2 separate regions of the Mus musculus genome follow, and region 2 is linked to region 1. Evidence: chromatin contacts called from public promoter capture Hi-C data. All regions are on one chromosome and are shown on one strand. The core of a region is the stretch at or near the end of the contact, and the rest is flanking DNA. Distances in the headings are between cores, read along the strand shown. Region 1 overlaps Htt (huntingtin). Region 2 overlaps Rgs12 (regulator of G-protein signaling 12).

Region 1 (5,604 bases), core at 1,535-4,034:
GACACAGACAGACAAAACAGACAGAGAGACAGAGAGAGACACACACAAATATAAATGAAAAGAAACTATGATCCCAATTCTCATAGTTCCAATCCCCTTATAGTAAGGCCTAAGAGCTGACTCTGATTGCTATCTTTTCCACCTTCTTCCCCGGTTTATTGAAAGTGTCAAACAGAAAAGCTTGAAGGAACAATTCAATGAACAGCCCTTGATTTTTGCCTATATTCAACTATTAATATTGGTCATGTTTGAATTCATGAACACACTTTACACATGCAGACTAGGTTCATACCAAATATCCTACTTGGACTCTACACACACTGCACACTCATGTGAAACGTTATTGCAGTCTGAATACTTGCACACATGCATTTCTTTGGCTGCAACACGGATGAATGATTCCAGAGCACACTTCACTATAAACTCTGCAGCAGTTGTCTCCCAAACATGTTCACAGCTACAAAGCCATCACTCACAGAAAACTCATCCTTATATTTATGACTACCCAATAATAATCATTCTAGCAGTCTTATATTCCAGATCCAGAGCACAGCCAAGGATTCTAAAATAAATTCACTTGTCCTACTTGTTTTCTTCTATTAACATAACACTTTCATCTTTTACCACAGATGTTTCAGCGTGTCCAGTAGACATCTTGGTAAAAGATCCATCAGCTAAGGTCAAAATCCATTTTCCTCTTGAACAAACCATAGTATGTCTTTTAATCTTCAACACTATTATACACCAACCGGGTGGGCAGATGTTGCTGAGAATTATGGCTTACTGTGGGCTAAAGCCATTCTTACCTTCTCCTGCCTTCTTGGCTCATCCATAGTTAATGGAGGCTCCCGTGTCTTACCCAACACAACTCAGGCTTGGATGTTTACTAGACTGTCCTGGGAACCTACTGCAAGTTCTCAGGCCCCAATTATTTTTGTTTTTTAAGCCTTTAAACAAATGATTTGTGTGCCTGTGCACCCATGTGCCTGTGGATATCAGAGGACAACATATGGGAACAGATTCCCTTTTTACCATACGGGTCTTAGGGTTAGAACTCAAGTCTCAGGCTTAGCAGGAAGTTCCTTTATGCACTGAGTCTCCTTACTAAGGTCAAAGCTGCCAGGTTTTTGTTTATTTACTTGAGACAAGTTTACTCTGTGTAGCACTGGCAGGCCTGGAACTTGGTTTGTAGATCAGGCTGGCTTTGAATTGACTGAGGTCCACCTGCTTCTGCCTCCTGAAGGCTGAGATTAAAGATAGACTTCATTATACACAGCTCTGAGCTTCAATTTGTAGCTACCACCCTTATCAAAGAAACTTCTCTTTATAGCAAATGAAGACAATCATAGAAAACCACAACTGGACAAAACTAGAGATCCATGGACTGTAGGGGAGTCTAGCCCAGTGGATACATCTACATCACAGTTCCTGCATCTGTGGCTCAGGGAACATTATGAAAGAGGAGCAGAAAGATTGTAAGGGCCAGAATACCAGAAAGTCTGCTGTGAAGCGGTCTAGGAGAGAAATGGATACACAAATAAGACTACAATAAAGGCAGTGTTCATGGGTATATTAATATGGATGGGGGAAGTTTTCATAGATCTTATCCCTAGACAAAAAATATAAGTAGCTAATAACTTTTTGAAAGGAGAATTAGCCTCTTCCAGGGATGAGCCTGCTTACTGGCTGTCTAATGTAGAGTAGCCAACAATGAATCCATATAAACACAAATAACAAAATCAGACACAGTAAATTGAACTTATATATACTGTACATACACACACATACCATTTACATGTTTATGTAACAAATTGGAGAAAAGGCTATCAATGTGAGAAGAGAGGTATAGAGGAGGCTTTGGAGGGTAGTTGGAAGGGGGGAAATGATGTGATTCTATTTCAAATAAAAACATTTTTATAAAAATTTTAAAAAAACTGAAAAAATAGAAAAGAAAGAAAGAGAAGAAAGGAAGGAACACTGGTGGTGCTGAGCTGTCCCTGTGCTAGAGCATCAGTGCAACAACCGCACTGGCAGCAGCAGGGGCTTAGAATATGTGCAAACTCCTAGCCCCTACGAAGCTTCCTGGACTGAAATGCTTTAAGCAGTTTCAGGGCTGATTTACATGTACATGTAAGAACCAGAGAGCTATGTAGCTGGCTTCCTGTCCTAGCTCTTATAATGATCAGTTAATGTGACAGGCTTAAGAGATCCTCTAAGCATTTCAAATGATGTTGTGGGTACCTCTCCAAGTGATCACACGTGGGGGCAGGAAGTAGTGTTTCTATTTCCTTTGCAGATGACATTATAAAGAGCACACAGCAGATGGGCAAAAAATGCCGGACACAGGGATGTAAAAGCATGTCTGGATGGGAGGCTCTGGTCTCCCTACACCAAGCTGAAGAGCTAACAATACCTATACTTTTCCTTAGGAAAAATTTCCCCACAAGTGTTCATAAACTGTCCAGAAAGCACACTGAAGACCGACTCATCGGGGCTCACAGCTTCTAGCTCCCAAACATGCTCATAGAGCTGACTGAGCAAGTCAGTCAGTTAGTACCTGGGCACTGAGATTTAAGACTACAAACTCTTTGCAAAAAAAAAGAGGGCCACCCACAACCAGAAACAGTCTATCTGAATAGTAAAAATAAATTAATAAAATACTTCCAATCAGTTTCGAAATTTGCTAAATAATTACTTCATTATCTAAGAATACCCAGAACACATTTACTCATAACAAAGTTAAGACATTGCAACATGTCTGGCTGTAGAACCAATGAGAGCCGTAGGACGTGGCAGGAGGGATAGAGCCTGACAAGCATAGCCCAAACGATGGAACAGTGTCAAAGCGCTTGTCAAAGAAAATCACAGTCAAACAGTTTGGTCTGAATGCCTGTAGCCAGACCACATTTCCCTACAAAACAGTACCCATGAAAGAAAGATTAATATGCAGCCTGAATTTTACAAAGCTTTATAAAGAATGGAAAATGAGAATGCTCTCAGAGCAGCTTTGCCTCAGGCCAAACACTGGGCTGGGGCCTGGCCCTGGGGAGCTGTGCACCTACTTGGGTGTCTGCTGCACCTCTGCCCACCACCGGTGGTCAGTGTGGTTGATGAGAAGTAGGATCTGACACCAGAGCAGTACCAGGGCTGGGTGCGTGGGCACCATGGATCGGACCCGTGCATTCAGGCTCTCTAGAGTATAGAAGCTGCCTTCACAGCCATCACTGGTGAAGAGTCTAGTGGCAGCTGCTGTGATTCTCCGGAACATTCCTAGAACCAAACAAAAATAAGAAAAACAGATTATGGGGTATGCCTCTACTGTTCTACCTGGTCCAGTACCAGGTGACCAAGGACTATTCATTGTCCTTTTCCATACTTTTATAGCACTTGGCACTTAGAAAATTGTGGCCTTTGTGTGTGCATACTTGTGCTTCTATGTACGTGAGGATGCATGTGTGTACCTGGGTACATATGTGCTGAAGTTAAAAGCTGATGTAGGGTCAATATTACTTCTCTATCTGATTTTTTGACACAAGGTCTCCTACACTGAACCTGGAGCTGGAGCTCACTGATTAGATATACTGGCTGCCAAGGAACGCTTGGAATAAGGTGCTGGCAATCCAAACTCAGCTCTCACACTTTGCACTGCAAGCACTTCTCTGATTAGGGTTTTCCCCAGCCCCAAACTCTAACTTTTCTAAGCAGAAACAGGCACAACTTACTTAACAAGTCAGTCCACTTTTGCACCTCTGATGATTGACACATTCTTTTTGTTTTGTTTTTTCGAGACAGGGTATAGAGACAGGGTTTCTCTGTGTAGCCCTGGCTGTCCTGGAACTCACTCTGTAGACCAGGCTGGCCTCCAACTCAGAAATCCCCCTGTCTCTGCCTCCCAAGTACTAGGATTGAAGGTGTGCGCCACCACTGCCAGGCTCAATTGCCACATTCTTTAGGAGCCCCAAAACAGCTGCTGTGGAGGCCTAGACACAGGTGGCCAGAAAGAGCCAGCCAACACAGGGGAAAGGATTCAGGCCACACCTGGGAGAACACAGAACTGAGCCACAGCCAGCAGACGGAAGCACAAGGGGCTACCCAAGCAAACAGGATAACTGTCAAGAGACCTAAATATATATCTTTATAAACACATAGCTGTTTACTTCAACCCAATCTTAAGACCAAGCAAATACCCAAACAGTAGTTCTGACACCTAGTGTCATACTAAATAAGAAATAGACATTTATATATAATCTATCAGCACTAGGGCAAAGCCTGTATGTCTAACCATTGAATGTTCTTCCAGAAGGATGTATGCATGATGAAAAAAAAAAAAGTGGAACCACTGACCACATGAAGCCATTTAAGCCATTGTGTCTGAAGTTAAACAAAGTCACAAAGTACCTAAGATATGCTATCTGCATTAGCTACCCAGTCACTGGGCAGCTAAAGGTCACTTTGCTGGACAACACTGACACAACACACAGTAAAAATATGCCCTTGAATCTTTTTCCTCTTTGATGTTCCTGAAAAAGGAAGCAAGAGAAGCTAGAGCAACTGGATAGTAAGTAGTGAAACCATATAGCAGCCACACATGGCAGCCCACCAGGTGAGCAGGACACAACATAGACATCTACCATCCAAAGAAGGCAAGAGAAAGCTCTTCTGGTATCAGATCCAAACCAACCAATGGAAAATATTAAAGTGACCAACAAACTAAAAACAACTTGCTATTCATAAACAGGCATACTTCTTGACTTTCAATTTGCTACAGTGACCAATGAAGCATAAATCAAAAGATCTTTAAGGGCCAGACAGTTGGCTCAGTTAGTAAAAACACTTACTGTACAAGCTTAATCCCCAAAACCCATGGAAAATGTCAGATGTGGGGGTGGGCATTTAATTTGTACGGCAAGATGGAAGGCAGAGACAGGAGGATTGGTGAAAAGCTCTTTTTGGCAGTGCAATCACAGAAACAGAAGAAGCGGCCTCAAAACAAGGTGGAAAGAGAGAAGAGATTCCTGAGGAGTTGCCCATCCTGGCATGCACATGACCTGCCTGTCTCTCTCCTGCACACACAACAAACAAGTATATAAATCTTTAGACAAAAAACAATACCTAAATCAATATTAGGAATAAATATAGTTTGAAACTAACACCCATTATCAAAATTAAATTCTGGCACACTACTATGCCAAGGGTGCCAGATACAAGGGAGGCAGTCTACATAATGCCTTTCTCTCTGTTCACCTGAGCAGCTTGCTTTACTCTCTACTCTCTTCTCAACTCCATTTCTCTAGTTTGTTCTTCCAACTCCAAAGGTTGATTCTGCTGACCTCTTTGGGTAAACCAGATAAACCAGGCACCCTCAGAAATGTGTACCAATGAACTTCCTGGGACAGTGGTTGTGTATTGCTGTACTACCCTCCCCACTGACTGTGAAGCTCTACAAGGGCACAAAAAGCACATCTGCTTGTCTCAACCCAGTACGTCAGAGCCCAGTATAGCAACAGGTAAGAATATAAGTCCTGTTGGATGAAGGCTAAGGACAATAACTACTTTTTTCTCCAAGATATGTACATAAAATGCACATAGAACTCCAAATACAGA
Region 2 (5,904 bases), core at 656-3,155, 97 kb before region 1:
AGGTAACTGTCAAAGTTGGAGAGGGAGGGAACGGGAGAGGGGGGAAAAACAAGACAAAACAGGTGGATGGATGGTTCAGTGAGTTGTCAGGCACCAAGCCTGAAACCAAGGAGGGTGGAGAGAACAAATTCCCTGCCAAACTGTCTTCTGACGTCCACAAGCATGCCGTGGTATGCAAGTGCACACACATACATACATACATACATACATACATACATACATACATACTGTCTTAAATTCTCACCCTTGTCAACCTGACATAGAAACACATTTCTTTATTCACAAAGTTATCTCTGTAGCTGGGGAGATGGTTTAGGAGGTAAAGCGCTTGCTGAGCAAGCATGAGGACCTGAGCTTGGATCTGACACTCACAACCAACCTTTTATAACTCCAGATCCAGGGATGCAAAGCCTCCGGCCTCTGCAAGCACCTGCATTTATGTGCACATACCCACACACAAATACATACACGTGATTTAACATAGTAAAATACATCTTTAAAAAAATAAGCTGGCCAAGCAATGGTAGTGCACACCTTTAATCCCGGCACTCAGGAGGCAGAGGCAGGCGAATCTCTATGAATTTGAGGCTATTCTGGTCTGAAAGCCTTCAGTTCAGTGAGAAACCCTGGCCTCAAAAACATATGGTAGAGAAGCTATTAACACAGCCCATACACACAGACAATACTACCCCCCCCCACATAAACATATACATACACATACCCTCCCACACACATGCACTTGCACGCATACATTAAAAAGTTAACTCTAAAAAGACTGGAAGAGAAGAAAATCTGATCTTACAGTAGGAGGATTTTACTACTTAAGACAAAGATTATACATATGGTTAAATGAAGGCTAGAAACTTCTAGGTATTCACTACCACATGAAGGATATAAAAGGCTGGGGGTGGGGGTGAGTGCATGTGTGGTCGTACCACCATCACAGGGCAAGCATCCAGCATCTATAGTCCTGCTGACCCAGAACAGACAACCTAGCAGAAGCACAGGCTGACGCACCAACAAGGAAACAACCTTTATAATCAAGGAAACACAAACATAAGCCACGGTGAGCCACCGCTACAAGTGCCAGAGAGCCATAGCAAGAACCCAAGCACACCTGGACATGGGCAAGAATGCCCATATGGCATTAATATTAATGAAACAGAGGGCGGAGAGGTGGTTCAGTAAGAGTGTATGCTGCTCTTCCAGATACCTCAAGTTCACTTTCCAGCACCCATGCCAGTCAGTTCTTGAGAGTCCAATGCTCTCTTATGCCCTCTGTGGGCACCAGGCACACTTGTGGTACAGACGGACACAAAAGCAAAACACTTTTTTTGTTTTGTTTTGTTTTTTTGGGTTTTTTTTTTTTTTTTTTGGTTTTTGTTTTTGTTTTTTTAGATAGGGTTTCTCTGTGTAGCTCTGGCTGTCCTGGAATTCATGTTGTAGACCAGGCTGGCCTCGAACTCAGAAATCTGCCTGCCTCTGCCTCCCAAGTGCTGAGATTAAAGGTGTGCACACCACTGCCTGGCCAGAAAAAACACTCTCTTGCACAAAAGATAATAAACCTAAGAAAAATAGAAGTGTAACAGCTGTGACACATTTACACAGTGGAATAGCACACAGTGGAAAGGCAATGGAGCAGCAGCTACACATAACATCACAGGGAAAGTTTGAAGCTGTACTGGGCTACTATAACCATGCAGTAGGTGCTTGTGAGGCATCTGCACACAGTGAAAGGGCAGAAATGCCCTTGTTTGGGAAGCCAATCGCTCAGCTGGGGCTGTTCCAGCAAGACTCTAAATAGTCTTCCTTCCTGAAAAGCAGACAAAGGACAGGGTTGCAGGCACACCCGTCTGTATTCCTCTACCTCCCAGGCTCTACTGCAACCCCACCCACACCCACCCACCTCCCAGCAGCACCATCCGTAGTTCAGTCGGACCGCCCTGGAGACTGGCACTGTAAGGACCTCTGATATGTTGATAGTGATGGGGGCACCCATCCCCAGGAGCCAGTGCTTCACATGGGAGTCCTGCCTGCCTAGTCCATCCAAGACTTGGGGTGGGTACTGGGGGCAAGAATGTCAGTTTATACAAGTGATGGTCACAGATACCCTGCTCAGGGAGGCAGTGACACTATGGGGCTTTTTTTTTAGGTGTGGTCTTTGTTGACAGTACCAGAAGAAAATATTTACATCTATTTTGAAACTTCCCCTCACACACACAAACCTGTTTGTTGAATGAATTGTTCTCTGGACTTGGGTCTCTGGTGAGCCTCTCCTTGCTGGGCCAAGTGAAGGAGGAATTACAGCTTGAACCTCTGTTGCCTCGTTACTTCATGACTCCTGCTCTTTTGGAGTCAAGGTTTTATGTAGCCCAGAGTAGCCTCAAACTCACTTTATGGCCCTGAACTCCTGATCCTCCTGCCTCCATATCCTGAGTGCTGTAACAAGGCCAGTTACAGGGGCTTTGTTCTTTTCAAAAGAATCTTTAGGAGACAGAAAGATGGCTCCCCATGGAAACCTCAGAGCTCAAACCCCAATCTTTGTTAGAAGGAGATAATCAACTCCAAAAGTTGTCAGTTGTCTTCTGACCTCCAAGTGAATGCCGTAGTGCATGTTTCTCCCCCTCCCTCTCTCTCTCTCTCTCCCTCTCCCTCTCTCTCATATACATACACATACATAGACACACAGTCATGATGATGATAGTAATCAATAAAATTTCTAAAAATCTAAAATAATTAAGGGAACTTTTTTAGTCACTAAGTTCATATTTCCATCATAAAAAATTGACACAAAATGAAAGTGTCATATGTCCTCCCTGGCCCCTAAGGTAACATTATCACCAGTCTCTGACTTGCTGTGTGTGCAGAATGCGGTAGAAATCAGATGCAAGGTCTTACACATCAGGCAGGCATCCCACCACTAGACTGCATCTCAGCCCTCCCTTTGCTTACTGATAGAGGCTCTCTACACTGCCTAGGCTGGCCTCGAACTCGAGCCTAAGCAGGACTTGAATCTGATCTCCTCCTGTCTCAGCTCAAGAGTAACTGGATTAAAGGCCTGCACTATGAAGACGGACCCCCTCTACAATGTCTCATCTGTCGCATTAAGTGTGTGCACACTTGTACTAGCCGGCTGGTTCAGGATAAAAGCACTGCACACACGCTTAAGAACCTGAGTTCAAGCCTGGAACCTGGAAGAGGAGAACCAGCTCTCAAAAGCTGCTTTCTGACTGCTACGCGTGTGCTATATATAGCATATGCATGTCCACCTGTGCACACACATACATGATCAGTTTAAAAGCTAAAAATAAACAAATAAAGCCCACTGGACTTCCCCAAGCCTCTTACTTCAGACACAGCGATGACAACTAAGGATCAGAAATAAAATGGGCTCCAAAAGAGCTGCAGGGAAGGAGCCCTCCAACCACCATCGGGGCCAGGGGCAGAGAGGGAGGCCGGCCCTACTGAAGCTGGTAAAATCACTTTCTTGTTGGACCAGCTGGAGAACAGCCTAAGGCCAGGGCTCAGACCAAGGCAGAGAGTGCAGAGCAAGGCAAAGGTCTCAGCGTAGCCCAGAACAGTTTTGCCACGACAGCCTACAGAGGCCACAAGGCCACTGGGAGTAAGCCACGATGTTATGGTGAAGCCATTCCTCCTGAACTCCCTCCAGCTTACCTTTTTGTCTTCTTTGGTCTTTCTAACATTTCGATGGGGTCCAAAAAGGTTCTGCATTCCGAAAGCCTTCCTAGACCAGTCCCTCTTCTGGGTACTCAGTGGGGCTTGAGCAAAGCTGCCCTCCACCCGGTATCGGTCTGCAGGGATCTTGCTCATGGGCGGGGGCAGTGTGCCACAGTTGACACTGGACCACCCGTCAGTAGAGTCTGTGTAAGACTCCTGGTCACTGGCATGTCCACACTGCCACTCTTGTAGCACATGGACCGGGAGCCACCTCTGGTTGAAACCACAGCTGGAACCTGCAGCACCCCTCTTAGAAGGGGGTATAGAACTCCTCAAGGTGGCTGGAGGGACCTCCATGTGAGAGACAGGCCCTGAGTGCTTTGTTAAGTCCCAGAACCTGTCAGTGTTGGGGCTGGTTTCCAATGGGGAGCCAGCCTCCGAGTCATGGCAGAAAGCTCCATTCCAGGGTGCACTCCAAGGCTGTGAGCCCCTTCCACCTCCACTTTCCCACCCTGGACTACTGCCCTGGCCATGCCTGCTTGAGCCCCCACCCAGGTCAACTACAAGCACCCTGTTGCTCTTCTCTTCCTGGTTGAAATTGCCGATGCCGCTGTCACTGTTGCTGCTAGTGCTATTATTCTGGTGGGCATCTGCATCCCCATCTAGAAAGGCACGGGCCCGCACACCCTCAATCAGTTCACCCATGTCTCGGTACAGAACAGAGATGAACTGAAGCACGGGGAGGGAAGATGCTGGGAATTCCAAACAGCCACTCGTGTCTGGGTCTGCAGTGCATGCAAACCCAAATCTCCGCGCAATGCCTTGGTGGATCTTGTGATGAAATAAGTCTGGGTCCACCATGAACACATGGCAGGACGTCCTTAGGGCACCTTCATCTTCCTGTGCCAGGCCCCCATCATCATTGGTCTGCATGGTCACTAGCCCGAAGAACCGCCTGTCGTCCGGGCACACTGCACTGAATGCCAGCTTCTCGGCAGGGTACTCTGCCACCACGCCAGCCCTGTCAGTGACCAGTTGCACACAGTCATGCATGACCTTCATGGTCACTAGGGAATGGATCTTCTGCTCAGCCCGTAGGCGGCGCATGCAGCCACGGATAGCCTGTAAACTGTCATGCTCCAGGTTGGAACTGGTGGAAGGGAGCTCAATGGAGCCCAAATAGCCCACAACCATGGCAACATTTAAAATACTCGCATCTAGTCCAAAGTCATCGTGACTGTCCAGACCCACAGTGAATACAGAATCATCATTGATAACTTTTGATATGTCTTCTTTGGAAAGCATGCTGGGATGTGGTGCACAGAGACCAGCCTGGCCAGCATCAAGCCGCAAAGCAGCCGACTCAGACAAGGACCTCTGCTTCAGCTTCAGTGGCTCAGGGCCACTGGCACAAAGACTTGAGCTTTCAAAAATCATGTTGAAAATCCCACCAGACTGGACCTCTTCCACAACCCTCTCTGCCCTGTTTATACCCAAAGCCTTAGAATCAAGTTTTGGCCGCAGCCAGCCTTTCCCCTCATACAGGCCACCTTCTTCATCGCTGGAACAGGACTCCACATGACTGGTGCCCTCAGCAATCACCATGTGCAGGACTCCAGAGCATTTCCCGATCAGTTTCACCACATCTTCATGGGAGGCTTTTTTCACGTTGATTTCGTTGATGGCAAGTATCTGGTCCCCAGCCCGGAGGCCCACGAAATCTGCAGGGCTGCCCCTCATGACGCAGCTGAGCACACAGGGCGCCTGTCCTGATAGGGTGAAGCCGTAGCCAGCTCTGCCCCGGGCCACTTCGACGCTCCGCACTCGAGGGGGTGCAGGGCCAGGCTGCCGTTTCCCTGGCTCCCCAGCCCTGTACATCCTGCTGTATTGTCAGGGCTGATCGCATGTCCCACTATTCCACGGATTCCATGTTTCAAGGAAGGCACGATGCTACTGGGGGTTTTGTCTTGAAATGTTACCCTAAGGAGGAAATGCAAATACCTGGTTATTAAACAGCCTGCATCTCAAACCCTGACGGGCATTACCTGACTCCACAAGGTAAGTGATAATAAAAAAACCACAAGAGCCTCTACAAGTCACCACACAAATGTCAAGGTGAAAGGAATCTAAACTTGGTGGCTCTCACTCTGGGCTAAGAACCCTGATGTTAAAGCAGAAAGCTTCAGTCTCCTTCAGGGTTTCTGAAGAGGATGTACTTAGAATAGC

The links. Capture Hi-C pulls out chosen DNA fragments and counts their contacts.
Region 2: a contact with region 1 is called in a promoter capture Hi-C map of adipose tissue. The contact joins two enhancer-like sites. A contact is called at or near these places in 1 of 115 datasets of contacts at active chromatin or transcription factors (embryonic stem cells) and 3 of 9 other capture datasets (adipose tissue, liver and pancreatic islet).

What each region holds. Positions count from the first base shown.
Region 1 is chr5:34,868,376-34,873,979 of GRCm38.p6, reverse strand. Htt (huntingtin) reads right to left here. Exons shown (of 67, transcript NM_010414.3): 41 at 3,063-3,270. Among named protein-coding and RNA genes, the nearest start is that of Msantd1, 45 kb to the left of the region's middle. Within about 2 kb of position 2,784, at least 4 of the 459 cell types and tissues checked have an H3K27ac peak or open chromatin away from gene starts, as enhancers often do. A contact at or near this core is called in adipose tissue, where this site is marked.
Region 2 is chr5:34,964,527-34,970,430 of GRCm38.p6, reverse strand. It overlaps Rgs12 (regulator of G-protein signaling 12), which reads right to left. Exons shown (of 17, transcript NM_173402.2): 2 at 3,676-5,658. The coding sequence starts at 5,556. Among named protein-coding and RNA genes, the nearest start is that of Rgs12, 18 kb to the right of the region's middle. Within about 2 kb of position 1,905, at least 8 of the 459 cell types and tissues checked have an H3K27ac peak or open chromatin away from gene starts, as enhancers often do. A contact at or near this core is called in adipose tissue, where this site is marked.